2 separate regions of the Xenopus tropicalis genome follow, and region 2 is linked to region 1. Evidence: chromatin contacts called from public Hi-C data. All regions are on one chromosome and are shown on one strand. Each heading gives the region's core, a stretch centred on a gene start, on an enhancer-like site or on the middle of the called end of the contact. The rest is flanking DNA. Distances are from core to core; before and after follow the strand shown. Region 1 holds the start of pim1 (Pim-1 proto-oncogene, serine/threonine kinase). Region 2 has its middle 200 kb from the start of gpr22l.

The links. Hi-C and Micro-C count contacts between places; a contact is called where the count stands out from the background.
Region 2: a Hi-C map of liver shows a contact between it and region 1, with 3 times the contacts expected there. The contact joins the enhancer-like site here to the promoter of pim1 in region 1. A contact is called at or near these places in 5 of 5 Hi-C or Micro-C datasets (brain, gastrula embryo, liver and 2 more).

Annotation. Positions count from the first base shown.
Region 1 is chr4:136,931,208-136,935,621 of UCB_Xtro_10.0, forward strand. pim1 (Pim-1 proto-oncogene, serine/threonine kinase) reads right to left here and starts at 2,248. Exons shown (of 7, transcript NM_001008131.1): 1 at 2,009-2,248. The coding sequence starts at 2,093. It overlaps LOC105947016 (a long non-coding RNA gene), which reads left to right. Exons shown (of 4, transcript XR_004222442.1): 3 at 3,761-3,834.
Region 2 is chr4:137,135,012-137,139,341 of UCB_Xtro_10.0, forward strand. No RefSeq gene overlaps it. Among named protein-coding and RNA genes, the nearest start is that of gpr22l, 200 kb to the right of the region's middle. Within about 2 kb of position 2,925, at least 7 of the 11 cell types and tissues checked have an H3K27ac peak or open chromatin away from gene starts, as enhancers often do. A contact at or near this core is called in liver, where this site is marked.

The DNA of each region.
Region 1 (4,414 bases), core at 998-3,497:
AGTGGCCACTTGGCGCCAGGCATGAGCCCAATGTTGACATTTTTCTTGCCAGCTCTACAGTTCACAGGGAATCGGTTTTAGCCTCTTGTTTTTAACCGTTTATGGCGCACTTTTTTTTTTTTGTTTAGCATTTGACAGTTTGAATGGTTTTGTTTTGAACTGCAAAGACACAACCAACCCCTTTTTCCTAAGAGAGCCACGACCCGCTCTCTCGACTGTCAAATCAAAATATTTGGCTTATAAAATACATACACACAAGTGATATTTATTTCACTGCTATAGGTTAATATGCCATTTCCAGCCCAGTAGGCACCAGTAGAAAAAGACTCTCTAGGCACAAATAAGAATGCCCTGCAATCCCTAGAGGAGCCATGTTATGTAACTAGGCATCACCAAGCGTATCAAGCGATTCCCAGAGGAAGCTGCACTACTGATTTGATCTCATAAACATCATTTAATAATGCTGCTCCACCGTAAGATAGAATCCAGTTGCATTGCCCTTCGTGCATGCTGATACTCACCAAAACAAGAGCAGCTGTATTCATTCAGCATTTGCTCTGACTCCAAGGAATTGGGCTTTAAAAATACAGTCCCTAAGAGCTCACAGCCTCGCATGTAATTGCCTGCTTGCAGCTTTCCCTGATGGTAAAGGGAGGGTTGACTTGGACAGGGCCGACCAGAGCTTAAAATACATCTGAATTGGGCTGCCCTGCGTTATTTATATATCAGAGGTCACGGTTCCAGGGTTTGACATGATCCACGTTACAAAACAAACCAAATAGGTGTATTTGTTTTTGGGCTAAGGGCAGGCTGCCAGCGGGCAAAGTCTTTAATTGCAAGCTCCTTTTGGTACCGTGTATATATTTATCACAAGGAGTGTTTTACTCGCTCATATCTAGGGTGTTCCCAACACTCCCACCCAGCCAACAGCACGCACATTTGCACTGTCACCAACACTGCGTAGGCAATTTTTTTTTACAGTTATAGTGGTCAAAAAACACAATCCAATCAAAGCTTTATCATGATAAAAAGAGCCTGGGGTCAGTTTCAGGGTACCCCTGGGTCTCCAAACATCACAGGGGCCCCTGGGACTTGTAGTACAACAACAGCTATTAACTAATTCACATGGGATCCAGGCCTTGCATTCATGACTTTCATCAACAAAATTGAATTAAAAGGCACCCCTGCATGATAGGCTCACAAATCATCACAAATTTCCCTTTTAATAGCTTCAAAATAATGACACACTGGTTTTTCCGCAATAAACATAATACTCAAGGTTTCCAGTTTGTAATTGAAACCGTGGACTTTCCAATGGGCTGAAGCTGCTGTTTGTTTTTATTTTACACCCCCCCCCCCCCTCTTCAGGCTAAATATGTAAGTGCGTGGATTCCCCTTGCTGGTTACCGAACGCCCCCACCTACTCAGTGCTGTATTGATGGGAGAATCCAACACACCCCTTAGCTGCTGGAAAGCCACTGTTATGGATATCACATGATGATATTCCAGCATTCTAGTCAGCTGGCGGGGGGGATCATATCAGTCCCATGCCGCTCGATCATTCCCTGTGCGTATGATGCAGGAACCTGAGCATTATGAGTCACTGCCCAAACAAATATTTATATTATTCAAATGCATGTTTGCGGTTCCGTGGCTCAGCTGAGTATTGTAGCTGTGCCGCTTCGCTGTCATGGAGGTGGCGGGGTGCTGTATTTATTTTGTTAATTATCAGGTCCCCCTTCTAACAGCCAACATGTATCTAGTAGTGATAAGTCTAAAGCAACCGGACATGCTGAGTAATCTTGGAAACATCTCACCACTCATCTGAGCGGCTTCTTCAGTTTATTCTCTATTAGTAATAATGTATCTCTCTATTTCCCAGGTATTATACATGCAACATGCAAAATGCTTTCAAAATAAATGCTGATAATAATAATAACAACAATAATAATAATAAAGAAACTGGCAAGCCATGAAGAAACTGTCAGCTCTGCAGACTGTCACTTACCAGCTGGCAGGTCATCCTTAGGGAAAACCGAATTCAGATGATAATTGTGGATCTTCTGGTGGTAAATAACTTGTACCGATGACATTTTGGGGAGGTGGATGAGAAGTGGGAGAGGTAGGTGAAGAGGATTTCGGAGCAGTTTCAGTGCAGTGGCTGCAGGAGATTCCCCCCCTCCAACCACTGGTACAGTCCGGAGCTGCTGAAGTCCAAGCGAGAGATCAGTCCTCTAAGATAGCAACGTTCACATTGAGTGGAGCTCAAGGACTCTGCAACATGACACTGCCTGGGGAGGCAGGGGAGGGGTGGCGGTATCCTCCCACATTACCCTCCCCCCTGTGAGAACACACCTACCCACCCATCAATGACTAAGTATGGAACTGCCTAATTCTACAACAAACCTCAGGCTGTTTAGGCAGCTGGGGGCTGATTTAAGGGCAATTACTTACTATGCACAGGGAAACTACAGCCCGCTTTTTTTTGCCCTGGGGGTCGATCAGATTGTAAGCTGCACATAGGGGGAGCCCTGTCTTTTGGTAGATATAAGAACAAAACCTTTGCTCTTGTATAATAGGATAAAATACAATGAAATGTAAACATTATGCTCTGTTTGCAAGAGCTTACAATCTAAACAGTGGTCTTCAGCCACTAGCTGTTCAGCAACAGCCTGAGACTTATCAAAATAATAAAGACCCAAAAACTTCGAGTTGGACTTTTTACCTGCCAATCTAATGCAGCAAGAAATCTGACTGTTGGGGGAACCGTAGATTTTATGGTTCCAGGTTACGTTTTACACATGAAAAGTTATGTTTCTTTACAATATGCAGTTCACATAGCATTCACTGCAGCTGGCAAGCAAGGGGTTAATGACTTTATGATTAGACAAAAGCCACAAGTAATCTCTCAAATGAGCTTTGTGATGCCTTCAGTTATAAGTGGTTCTTGGTGATGTCATTTACACACACATAAATATTATATATACAGGTATGGCACCTGTTACCCAGAATGCTCGGTTTTCCAGATAAGAGGCCTTTCCGCAATTTGGATCTCCATACATTAAATTTACAAAAAAAATCATTTAAACATTAAACTAAATAGCGTTGTTTTGCCACCAGTAAGGATTAATTATATCTTAGTTGGGATCAAGTACAAGGTACTGTCTTATAATTACAGAGAAGATATAAATATTTAATTGAAATGGAATATTTGAAATTAAATATTTGATTAAAATGGAGTCTATGGGAAATGGCCTTATGTAATTTGGAGGTTTATGGATAAGGAATCCCATACTTTTATATGGAAAATAATACATATATATTTCAAGGGAAGTATTCACAGCATCTAAAGAGGTGCAAAAGGGGTTACAAATGAAATGATATAAGTGCGGGCCGCCATGATTGCTCTGATTGAGGTGACCTCACCCACTCACACTCATAAAACAGTGACCCCTGTCGGTCAGACCTTGCATTTTTGTTTCAATTCCAAACTGGTTTGTACAATGTCCCAGCTCTGTGTAATGCAACGTTATTGATTCCCCTTTAGCCTCACACAAGCAGTATGGGTTGTGCCTGTAGTACAGGAGTATGAGCGGCACGCTGTGCATAAACCTGACAGTAGTAATAACATAAATAACAATGTCTGTGCCAGTCAGGAGCTAATGATGGTCCTGCTTGGGCAATGTATGGGCTATATTTATTCTCATAATGTGCTGGCACTATTACATAGCACTTGACACATATCTTTTTTTTTTTTAAGGCACAGCGAAGGAGTGGCCTTGTGTGTAAGATACTGGAATCTGATTCAGCTCCTTGTGGAGTCATCTGCCACAGGTACCAAAAATTACTATCTGTACAATAAATGGAGTATATTTTTAATAGTGCTGTATAGGTTTAAAGGAGACATATCCTATAAAAATTATAAATGTACCAGTGAATTATTATTGAAAAATTCCACCAAAACCCCACTAGTCCCGCCCGTCTGTTCTACCTCCTGCTGGCTGAATTCTCTGGATGTGCAGGGGGGCCGGCGGCACTCGGTACACTGCAATGTAGGAACCAATCAGCAGCTAGGCTGACCTGATAGGGAACTGAAGCCTGTCTTTGCTTGTGTGACTGCAGGGCTGTGGTTGGCTCTCCCCTTCTTAAGGTGGCCATACACGGGCCGACTATAGCTGCCGATATCGGTCCCTTGGACCGATTCGGCAGCTAATCGGCCCGTGTATGGGGAGAGCAGAGCGGCCTGGCCGACCGATATCTGGCCTGAAATTGGCCAGATCTCGATCGGCCAGGTTAGAAAATCTGGTCGGATCGGGGACCGCATCGGCTCGTTGATGCGGTCCCCGATCCGACTGCCCCATTGCCGCCCACATAATCCGATCGTCTGGCCCCAGGGCCAAACGATCGGATTATT
Region 2 (4,330 bases), core at 1,675-4,174, 200 kb after region 1:
GGATCAGACGCAAATGTGCTATACCCTCATACTGTACTACCTAAGGAAAACAATATAGCAACTCCTACATATAAAATACAAATATAGAGAGAAGGGCAGTGAGTTATAAGTGAGTTATAACTATGTACCAGTTTTGCCCCCCCATACACAGGTACCCCCCCACACATTAGCCCCCCCCATACACAGGTGCCCCCCCACACATTAGCCCCCCCCATACACAGGTGCCCCCCCACACATTAGCCCCCCCATACACAGGTGCCCCCCCATACACAGTAGCCCCCCATACACAGTAGCCCCCCACACAGTGTCCCCCATACACATTAGCCCCCCCATACACAGTAGCCCCCCCATACAGTGCCTCCATACATGCTGCTGATGCTGCAGCTTCTTCTTCAGCGTCTCCTCTATATGCGGCTCCTTGTTCGGCGGAGCCAGGCCCTTTTATAAGGTTGCGCCCGTGCGTACGTGTGACATCAATACGCACGAGCGCAACCTTATAAAAGGACCTGGCTCCGCCGAACAAGGAGCCGCATATAGAGGAGATGCTGAAGAAGAGGAACCGAACGCCTGACTACAGCCAGCGCATCCCGCTGTCAGGGATAGTTCCATGAATGTCCCGCATTACGGAAATGCGGGACATTCATGGAACTATCCGGGACTGCGGGATGCGCTACCAAAACCGGGACTGTCCCGCGGAAAGCGGGACAGTTGGGCAGTATGTGCTGGCCCACCAACCTTCCTATTAAAGAAACATAAGCTCAGTGCTGAAAGTTATTAGTGGACCATGGGCACACATGTATCTTCTGCAGAAGTGCAGTCTTGGGGTTGACTTTGACCAGGACATGAGCGACATGAACTTTGTATGTTCTCCTCCTGTGTGGGTTCCTCTAGGAACCCCAGTTTTCTACCAAAGTCCAAATACACAATCTACTCTGTGTCTCTGGCAGGGCAAATAGATTGTAAGCTCCACTGGGGCAGAGATTACTGATTGAACATATAGGGAACTGTGTCACATGTTGGCAGGATATAAAGAAAGGATCATAACAATGACATCGCTCAGGTGAGGAACTAGACTGTGTCTCACCAAAAACCCCCTTCTAGTGTTCCAGTATCAGGACTTTCCTCAACAAAAAAATTATAAATGAGCCTGACTGTTTATCTCGAACAATGGAAAAAAACGTGTCTCCATAGAAGAAGAAATAGGGAACTTTCTGATGATTCCATTAACCCAATTGTAAACACAATTTCTGTGTTAGCCTGCTGAATTCACCCATTTCCTACAGAGCTTCTTGTTGTGCATGTTGTGGTGCCACCTAGTGGTCACATCAGGAACAAGCCACAGTGATTGAAGGTTAGCAGGTATGGTACCCATTATCCAGAATGCTTGGGACCTGGAGTATTCCAGATAACAGGTCTTTACCTAATTTGGATCTCTATACTTAAAGATTACTAAAAAGTTATTTAACATTAAATAAACTCAGAAGGATTGTTTTGCCTCCAATATTAATAATAATTATATCTTAGCTGGGTTCAAATACAAGCTTGTTTTATTATTACAGAAAAAAAATCAATTAAATTAAATTATTTGATTAAAATGGAGGGGATGGAAGATGGCCATCCTGTAATTTGGAGCTTTCTGGATAACAGATCCCATACCTGTATATGGGCAGCCAATTCTGTAGACAAATTTCAACAGAATAGGCTGTCCTCTTCCAAAGTACACAAGTGTGCATGCATTTTATGGAGAACATTCAGATCCATGGTTGTAGCAACAAATTCACACCTCTATCTGGAGTCAGGGTCCCCCAGTATATAGAACTCTCCCACAAAAGGAAAAATCTGTAATATGAAGGGGGCATCTCAATATGGCACATACATGGGAAATGGATATAGACGTATCGAAAGGGTTGGTTTAAAGGGGAAACTACACACCCCAATTTCTTTTTCTCATAATGAATGAAAGTCACACTTAGCTACTTTTCAAAATGTGATTTCATGTTATTCGTAAGTGTAATTGCAACTGAAAGCAGATAATTTTATACTGAAGCTCTCCTATAGCCAAGATTCTGGTTCCCAAAATGCCACACATGCACTTTCACAAGCCTGTTAAACAGCCGGCTGTTGCAAAGTTTTTTCAATAGTCAGAACCAAGAGTGCAGAGAATACTGTACCTGCACTGTTATAGCCTTCCTCCATGCAACTGCTAATGTGCTGGGCCTATTTAGGCCTGGACTGGGATTCCAACTAGTCCCTGGCATTTCAAGTACACAGAGGCCCAAACAGCCCCCCAGCCCAATAAACAGTGACTGTCTATGGCATCTTACAGAAGCCCCTCTGACATTGGCCTGAATCCACAGATTGTCAGTCTGGGCCTGGGCCGCAGCATGAGAGTATGTAACTGTGACATGTCCGACCTGCAGCGATATTATATAAAAGTATAAGCATCATTCTCTGGCAAATGCCAGAGCAGCTGCTGTAAGATGCCATAGACACTCACTATTTATTGGGCTGGGGGGGCTGTTTGGGCCTCTGTGTACTTGAAATGCCAGATCTGTGCTACGCTGATGTAGTCCGTTCCCAAGGTGCCTCCAGTTTGGGTCTATTAAAGTGATCAGCCTTCTGGGACTCCCCCTTGTACAATTGTCCCTGTGTCCCTTAATGTGCTGTGTCTTATGGCAGTATCACTGCTGGCTGACAAATTCCGCGAGTTTCCCATGGGGTCGGGGGGAATGCCCTGCTCCTTCCAATGGTCACATTGAATATAAAAATGGAAAACCCTGTTGCCTTTTTAAAAGATGTAGCGGTTCTTTGGCTAAATGTGAAGAAGATGCAGGAGCATGGGTAGTAGTGCCCAAGGCTCGTGCCTCTACCCCTAGTTTCCTACTTTTTACTAACTCCAGTATTTACACAATGGTTTGGGAGTTAATTTACCTGCACTGAAAGTCCATTGCACATTAAACGTGTGCCAAACAGAAATCTAAACCATTGTATATGGAGGTACAGTAAGTTGGCTATAAATACTGTACCTGGACATTACAAAATCCAAGTGCAGATACTGTGTATTTTCTGTTGTTGTTGTGTTTTTTTTTTTTTTTTTTTGGCAGAGCAGCTTGCCTCCATTTAGTAAATGATTCCCCTTTTGTCCCAATGACAGTACTGTACTCTCTAGCCAGAATAGAACAATGTTAAGGCAATTGCCTGGAGAGCCACAAGGCTCTCAGAAGAATCAGATAATGAAGCAGGCTGACACAGGCTGGGTGTGATCCTGGATGCTCTCTGTGTGTTACTGTCCTTGTGCTTTTTCTTCTTTATTGGCTTATTTTTGTCTCGCGGGGGGATTGCAGCTATGAAATTCTGGCGCCTAGATAGTTGGCTTCTTTAATGACTTACTTCCCAAAAACAACTCTCCTTTTCCCTTTGTTGTGCCGGAATCGTGAGCAGCTGCCAAAACATCTCTCTGTGCATTGTATGAGCGCCGGCGACGTATTGTAATGGGTGATAAGAGAAAGACAGGCTCTAAATTTGGGCACGGGACTCAGCTACAGAACAATGACTCAATGTGTTCACTTTCCTTGGCCTGACTAATGTCCAGTAAATTGTACTCAGGAATATGGCATTTGTGTTTATTAGTAACACAGGAGCCATCAACTGACGTCTGCCAGAAGCCAATAGTAAAATATAAATGGATGGACTCCAAGATTAGCTGGGCGTGTGTATGAGGGAATACAGGCCAGCACTGTGCTGAGCAGCTGTAATGTGGCCTGTCTGGGCTGATTACATTCAAACAAGGGCATTTAGAGAGTGAAATCAAAGCTGGCTTAGGCTACATTGTTTCAGGAGTCAGAAGCAATAGTGCAGAATATAAACAGCCATACAGATACTGACTTTAACAGTAGTTATAAATAACTTTCATTGAAAATTATCAAATTGGATATGGTGATTTATTTCATTTTACTTGTGTTTCCATAAGACTTTACAGCAGGAAATGAATAAACCTTATCACGAATTATTGCTTTATAGCCTGAGAAGATAAAAAGAAGTATAGGGGTGCTATGATTATAGGCTTTTGTTTCTTTTCTTATCTCCCCTGTTTCTCGTGTGAATAATTGTCATGCTGCTCTGTTGTGACACAGGACAAAGGGCCACTGACTCATGGACTCTTTTGCAGTGGAGACTGAGCTAGGAGCGGTGACTAGAGAACAGTACTTAGGTAAATATACAACACAAAGTGGCTCTCTCAGAATGAAAGATCGTGTATTTTTCCCATGCTGCTTCCTTTCACTAATCCAGGCAGACTGCTTTCAAACCAAAACAAGTACTTTTTAAAGAG